Regions from separate parts of the Oryctolagus cuniculus genome. Here region 1 is linked to region 2. Evidence: chromatin contacts called from public Hi-C data. All regions are on one chromosome and are shown on one strand. Each heading gives the region's core, a stretch centred on a gene start, on an enhancer-like site or on the middle of the called end of the contact. The rest is flanking DNA. Distances are from core to core; before and after follow the strand shown. Region 1 holds the start of AOC2 (amine oxidase copper containing 2). Region 2 holds the start of RPL27 (ribosomal protein L27).

The links. A called contact is a pair of places that touch in the nucleus more often than the background predicts.
Region 1: a contact with region 2 is called in a Hi-C map of an unstated tissue, with 7 times the contacts expected there. The contact joins the promoter of AOC2 here to the promoter of RPL27 in region 2. A contact is called at or near these places in 4 of 6 Hi-C or Micro-C datasets (ear pinna, psoas muscle, skin fibroblasts and 1 more).

The regions. Positions count from the first base shown.
Region 1 is chr17:20,076,517-20,079,997 of mOryCun1.1, forward strand. AOC2 (amine oxidase copper containing 2) reads right to left here and starts at 1,666. Exons shown (of 4, transcript XR_011383459.1): 1 at 1-1,666. It overlaps PSME3 (proteasome activator subunit 3), which reads right to left. Exons shown (of 11, transcript XM_002719410.5): 11 at 1,973-3,481.
Region 2 is chr17:19,945,004-19,948,391 of mOryCun1.1, forward strand. It overlaps RPL27 (ribosomal protein L27), which reads right to left and starts at 2,060. Exons shown (of 5, transcript XM_002719418.5): 1 at 1,876-2,060; 2 at 1,549-1,631; 3 at 761-930. The coding sequence starts at 1,629. It overlaps LOC138846075 (a long non-coding RNA gene), which reads left to right and starts at 1,973. Exons shown (of 2, transcript XR_011383458.1): 1 at 1,973-2,360; 2 at 2,936-3,194.

The sequences.
Region 1 (3,481 bases), core at 416-2,915, 130 kb after region 2:
TGGGAGCAGCTGGGCTGTCCCTTTGCCCATTAGTATGTGGATGTCCACCATCGTGGCCTGATAGGGGCAGTCAACTCCTCGCACCAAGCCTCGGCTGTTGTGGCCTAGTCCATAGCTGCTATCCAAGTAGCGCGTCGTCATTGTCTTGGGCGAGTCAGCACCATACAGAGTCAGACACTCCTGCACACTCACTTCATACGCTATGCGCTCACCCCTGAACCGAACGTCAAAAATCCTCAGGCCACTGAACACCCCGTGACCGAAGGTAAACGCCCAGAGGGGAGATACCACCAGGCTCCCTTGTACGCTGTACTGGGCACCCTGGGGTGAGAAACGAAGTATGGGGAGAGGTCCTGGGGGCACCCGGGGTCTCAGCGATGAAGCCCCACCTGGTGGGGGTAGAGGGACTCTAATCACTTCCAGCCGGCCAGCTTTAAACTCCCATTCCAACTGGCCCAAGTCTGCATAGTAGTGCCCAAGGTAGAAGACCTGCTGGACAGACCAGTGGACAGGGTCCAGGGCTCTGTGGTCCAGCAGAAGCTCCAGCCCCACAGGATGAAGGAAAATACCAAGACCTGAGATGTTATGGTAGAGGGCTATCCACGTCGCTCGGTCCCCTTCTGAGCGCAAACCACTGGGGGTGGCATGCAGAGCCGCTAGAGTGGAGCCATTGTAGTTCAAGACAGAAGCCAGGAAGATGGGTGCCTTGGGAAACTCCTCCTCTTTCAAATGCCTCCACATCTGGGCAAACTCAGTTCTTAGCATGGGGCGCCGGTGGTAGGGCAGGGGGCCCCCGTGCCGCTCCACCGTCACGTCCCGCATGTAGCTAGGGTGAGGCAGCGGCCCCACCAGCAGCTCACTCACGTTGGGCTGGGGCTGTGCGCCAAAGAAGACGATGGCCAGCGCCTCCCGGGCGGGTGCGGGGCCTCCTCTGTCCAGGTGGGCCAGGGCCGCAGCCTTGGGGGGCAGCTGCAGCTCCACCGAGAAGACGCAGTTGTCTGAGGGCTGGGCCTGGGCCGCGTCCACCAGCCCTGGCCCCAGCTGCTGGGTCAGGAAGCTCATGACAGCTGCCAGCTCCTCTGGGCTCAGGTCTGCAAACAGCTGGTTCTGGCCGGGGTGTGTCCAGCTCTGGGCGCTGGGGGACACCGAGGGGCAGCGAGGAGGCTGGCTGGAACCACCTTGGCTGGTCAGCAGGACATAGGCGAGGGCAAAGATGGTAACAAGGGACAGAGCCAGGAACACCAGGACCACCTTGACATTCATGGTGGAGGCTCCAAGCTGCAATCATCGAGTCCCACCAGCAGCGCCTTCCACACACTGACATCGACTCAGGGTTTATATTCGCTAGGATGGATAGGAATGGAGAAGACTCCACCCTGTGGGCTGGACGGGAAATTTCTGACCTTGATTTATGTAATTCTGTTCCAATTTTCGGCCCTGCGGTTTGGCTCAAGGTACTACTTGCACATGTATAGCCTCCTCCTTGTCCCTGAGCTCCTACTGGGAGCAGTCAGCAACCACCCGTGACTGCCATCATCCAGACCAGGCAGGAGGAGCTCGGGATCAACACTAAACTCCACGTTCCACCAGAATGAGCGAGGAAGACAGCAAACTGCAGATGCCTGATCAAGCCCACACCACACACAGGCACCAAACCATCCATCTCCCCACCTGCCTGCTAGCGCCCTCGATTTGCAGTCTCTGGCCCTTTCTACCCAAGTCAGTGAGAGAGGAGGAGTGGCTGAGGGCCTGGGCTGGGCAGGCAGACGTGTGCCCTCAGGGGAGACACTTGTTCCCGTCTACGCAGAACTACCTACAGACTGCTGCAGGTTCCACGCGATCACACGCGTGAGGTGCGCAGCTGCCTGGCACGGGGCAGGCTCTCAAGTGCTGCTCGCTGTTGGCACTGCTCCTGCACTGTTCGTGTGCAGACAACAAGGGGTCACTGGAAACCAGAAAGCTACTTACAAGATGGAAATTAAGGAAACTTTATTTCAGAGGGAGAGGGGGTCCTAGGCAGTTTTCCATGTCATTTTGAAAACCAAGTCTTGCAGTCTCCTCAAAAAATTTAAGACATTATTCAGAGAGGAGAGTGACCATCAGGTAAAGAAAACCACCGGGGAGGCTGCGCCTTGAACCAGGTCGTTCCCCAGATGTGAATCTACAGCAGCCTCTAGTGGCAGTTAGAAGGTACTACCAGGGAAGGAAGGGACTGGGACCTTGCGCAGGGAGGGCTTGGGTCACATAACTCAGACTGAACACAATGAAGGACCCACCCTTGCCTCTTGGTGACCAGAAGCCTCCATCTTCCCACCATTCCAAAGAGGCAGCTCAAGCGGCACTGAGGACATGCGACAGGGTGCCGAGGTCTGTGGAGCGGGCGTTTGTGGGCACCCACAGGAGGATGGTACGTCCCTAGCCCCAAGAGCATGGCACCCAGGTCTGCGGCTTTAGAAAGAGGTCAAAGTACCTGTAATTTTAATAATTTCTTGACATGGTAAAAGAATTTTACATTACGATCCAAGGGTGGTCGGGGAGGAAGGGCAGCGGAACAATCCAACAAACAAAAGGGGAAGCTGAGAAACTCGGGGGGGGGGGGGCTTCAGCTGGAAGGGAGCTGGGTGAGCAGGGCCACCGCCCACCTAAAATGCAATCGGTTTGTTACTGAGAACTACTCATGGGGAGACAGCATCCTGACTCCGCTCCCATAGAACACTGGGAGTAAAAATGATGCATCCCAGGTGGAAACATGACTGGGACTCAGAAGACAGAGACGGGGAGAAGAAATGAAACTGCCACAGAGTCAGCGGCAGGCTGACGGCGGTAACAGGCTGTCCAGCAGGGGAGCACAGGGAAGCTGGGGGCGGCCGAGGGTAACACAGAAGCTGTAACAGTGAGTGGTATCTACAGAAGACTCGAGAGAGAGGCGGCAACTCTTCTACGGTTCTGACCTGCCCAGCACACTCTGACATACACACAAGTGTTTCCGTGTGTGCGCACAAGCACACACACGTACTCCAACAGCTGCTTTCCCTGGAAGCACAATACTATAAATAAGAAAATATTTCCCAACAAGAAAGGCCGACAGGAGCAGCAGCATCCGGCCACCCCGGCTGCAGACACCCTCGCCCCAGTCTAACACTGGCCTGGGAGAGGGCACCCAGAGTCCAAGGACCAGCCTCTGTCGTGCCGCCAGAGGATGTGAGACACAGGAAGAGGCCTTCCCAGGCGCTCCGCGTCCCACCTCTTGTTCTCCTCCAGCTCACCTGGGCACCAACACGAACAGAAGCAGAGGGACAATGGGCCTGGGACGTTTTTTCATCGTGGCAGAGGACAACTAAGACAACTATCACCTCCGGAAAGCTCTGTGCGTGACGGGGGCCCTGGGGCAGGAAGTGTATGTTAGGTAATGCAGCAGGGGGGCAGTGCGTGCGTGTCTGCGTGTTCACGTGTACACACATGTGCATGTGCAAACCCCAAC
Region 2 (3,388 bases), core at 810-3,309:
CTTTATTAGCGCTGTTCAAGTTCTGCCAATGCAAAAATCAGCCTCTGACAACACAAACGGGGTCGTCTTCTGCTTCAATTGTGCAAAATCCCAGCATCTGACAGCTCTGCCCTCTTAGGCGTGCAAACCAGCAGCAAACGTGCAGGCCTCGCACGGAGCGCGCTGCCGGGCTCTGGCAGTCACGGTAGCTTCTGGCCCAGTCCTGGCCGTCGGGGCCATGTGGGGAGTGAACCACGGCCAGAGGATGTCTCTCCAACACGTAAAGCAACCTTTAAAAATGTGCCCTGCAAGAAAATGGAGCCCCCCGGAGTTCTTTTCTTCAGTGGTCATTTACTTGGAAAGCAGAGCTACAGAGAGCGAGCTTCCTCCTGCTGGTTCAGGACAAAAGCAGGACCAAGAACTCCAGTAGGGACGGCAGTGTCCCAGGTGGCACACCCCATCCGCTGTGCTGCAACACCCACTCTCAGCACCCACCCCCAAAACGCCTGCAGATGCCCGTACCCGACACATGGAACATTCTCAGGTGAGACAGAGACTGAGAGATTTCAGCACTGCTCAGCAAGGGCAGGGAACAAAGGACAGGACCAAGGGTCCAAGAGGGACGCGAGGCAGGACTGGAGACCACAGCCGCTTTAGAAACCAAAGAGCAGCAGACTGAGCGCCGGCCCTCCCTGCACCGGAATGGCTGCAAGCCCGGGTCCCGTCCGGTGGGGCAGGGAGGGGAAACAAAACCTTTTTTCCCCAGGTCTCAAGCGCTCACCTGGTGGGCATGAGGTGATTGTAGTTATAAACTTTCACAAAAGACTTGATCTTAGACCGCTTGGCGATTTTCTTCTTGCCCATGGCGGCTGTCACTTTCCGGGGGTAGCGGTCAATTCCGGCCACCAGAGCGTGGCTGTAGGGGCGGTCCGAGGTGCCATCGTCAATGTTCTAGAAGAGCAATCACATTTGTTACAAACGAGGGCCTACCGAGGCCTATGCTGAGCAAGAAGACACTCAGCCCCAGGAGAGAAACGCCCCCCCAGTGCCACCGGGGGAGCCCAGAGCAGGACCGGATCTAGGAAGGCTTCTAGCCGGCCAGGGGTTTAACAGCAGCCGCAGCAGCTAACATTCACGGCGCGTTTGCTGCGTGCCACGCTCTCTCCCCCACGACAGCAAAGGGGAGCCATGGGGTGGCCGGGGCCCCGCGGGAGTCCAGCAAGTGGGACGCAGCCCAGGAAGGGCTAGGATGCGCTGTGACCCTCGCTGTCGTCACACCCGCCGGTGGACCTCAGGGCAATCGCAGAACTCATCTCCACCCGGGCAGGGGTCAGGTGCCCCGCGGAGTCACGCCGGGGACTGCAGCGAATACCCGGAAAGCAGGGGCCGCGCCTGGGAGGCACTGAGCGCCCCATCCCAGCTCACGGCTGTCTTTATTTTGCATCTTCCTCGCTCAAAGGCCCTTGTGCATCGCGCCCCCGCCCCCGCTCATGGCTGCAGGCCTTACATCCCACGGCCGCCCGCCCTGCGCAGCCGGCCTGGTCCCCGGGCCCCGCGCGGCCGCTCTACCTTCACGATGACGGCTTTGCGTCCCGAGTAGCGTCCGGCCAGGACCAGCACCACTTTCCCGGGTTTCATGAACTTGCCCATTTCTGCGGGAAACAAGGAGAAAGGGCCGCTCAGCAATCAGGGACACCGGACCCCCGTGCCGACTCCTGCCCGCGAGCCCGGGTCGGGGGCCGAGAACTTCGCACTCTGCTGCCCTGACCCGAGTCAGGACCCGGTACGAAGACGCCAGGGACCTGCGGACGAAACGCACCCGGCGCCGCCCCGCAACGTAACCCCCAGACCCCAGATGGCGGCGGATTGGAAGACCCTGCCCAAGCCCAGACTCACCGACGGCAACCACTCGGGCCTACAGCGGAAAGGAAGGGCGGGTACTTCCGCTACCCTTTCACCCCGGGGAAGGGTGACCTCACTTCCGGTCCCGCCCCCTCAGCCTTTGAGGTGCTTAGGGTCTGTTGCGGGCGGAAGAAACTCCTGAGGCGAAAGCAGGGCTTCACGGCTCATTTTTTTGAATCAAACTTTATTAGCTCCAGAAGTAGACAAAGGCAAAGGCGTTCTGCTTCCGGCACCATGAAGGGCAGGGAGGCGGCATTTGCGCGCTCCGGGCTCGGCCGTCCCCTTTGCTGTAGTTTCCTTCTCGGCCGCTGGGTGGAGGACCCCGTCTGAAACCTACTTAAAATTATTTAAAAATTCACTTGAAAGGAGAGAAAGCGGGAGAGAGCGAGACAGAAAAAGAGAGCTCTTCCATCAATCCGGGTCTCCCAGGGGGGCGGCAGGGGCTCAGGCGCCGAAGCCATCGGCTGCTGTCTCCCAAGGTGCGCGTCATCAGGTGGCTGGGATCTGAAGGGACCCAGGCTCTGCCAGGGGGACGCTGGCATGCTAACTGCCGCGCGGTGCGTGCTCCCCGAAAGTTACTTTTTTGCCTTTGGAAGACGCAGAGGGCAATATTTATTGGATATTGATTGTTGCCTATTGTTTGCACTGGTAGGTAAAAGTGTTAGGCAGGAAGTTAGGTATGAGCTTGTGTGTGTGTGACAAAGGCCTCCGGAGACTTCTACTCCAGCATATGCATCTGCATCTCAAAGTTATCCCGATAATGCTTCAGGGGCGGCCCAGTGTTCACATCCTGCCCTGCCCCCTTCTACCTGATAACCTGCCAGGTGGGGGTCCCTGCCCCTTCTGCCTGACAAATCTCCCACAGTCTCCCAGGTGCAGCCCAGTACCTGCATTTCAACACCCTGCTCCGGATCCCCATTCTCCAGGGGGTCATGCTCACCCTTCCTCTGAACCCAGGATGGCGCCAGCTAGGCTTCCTCCTGTCTGATACCTTCAAGGGAAAACTCAGCTAGGAGCTTCTTAATATTTACAGCCATAAAATCCTTTGTTTCAGGAGGAGATGTGTGAAGACAAAGACCCATCTCCTTAAAACCCCCCAGCCTCAACTGGACTGCACGCTCAGCCCTCTGCCTCTCTGCTGAGCCGTCCGCCTGGCCTGGTCAGGTGTAATATCTCTACTCAATCATGTAACCTCGCTCCTTCCCCCTCCCTCGCTCCCCCCCCCCCCCAGTCTCTCAGGCTCTGTCTAGAGGGGTGCCCATCCATCCTTACGGATGTCCCTTCCCTAATAAACCTTGCTATTTTACCTCCCACTACTCTGTCTCACGCCTGAATTCTTTCTTGCGCGAAGACAAGAACCCTGCAATTTCTCCGGTAACAAAAGGAGGGGGCAAGACCAGACTAGGGTACTTGCCTCCAACATGTATTTTTTAAAAAGATTTATTTACTTATTTGAACGGTAAAGCGGCATACAAGGAGAGCGAGCGAGCGAGCGCTGTCTTCCATC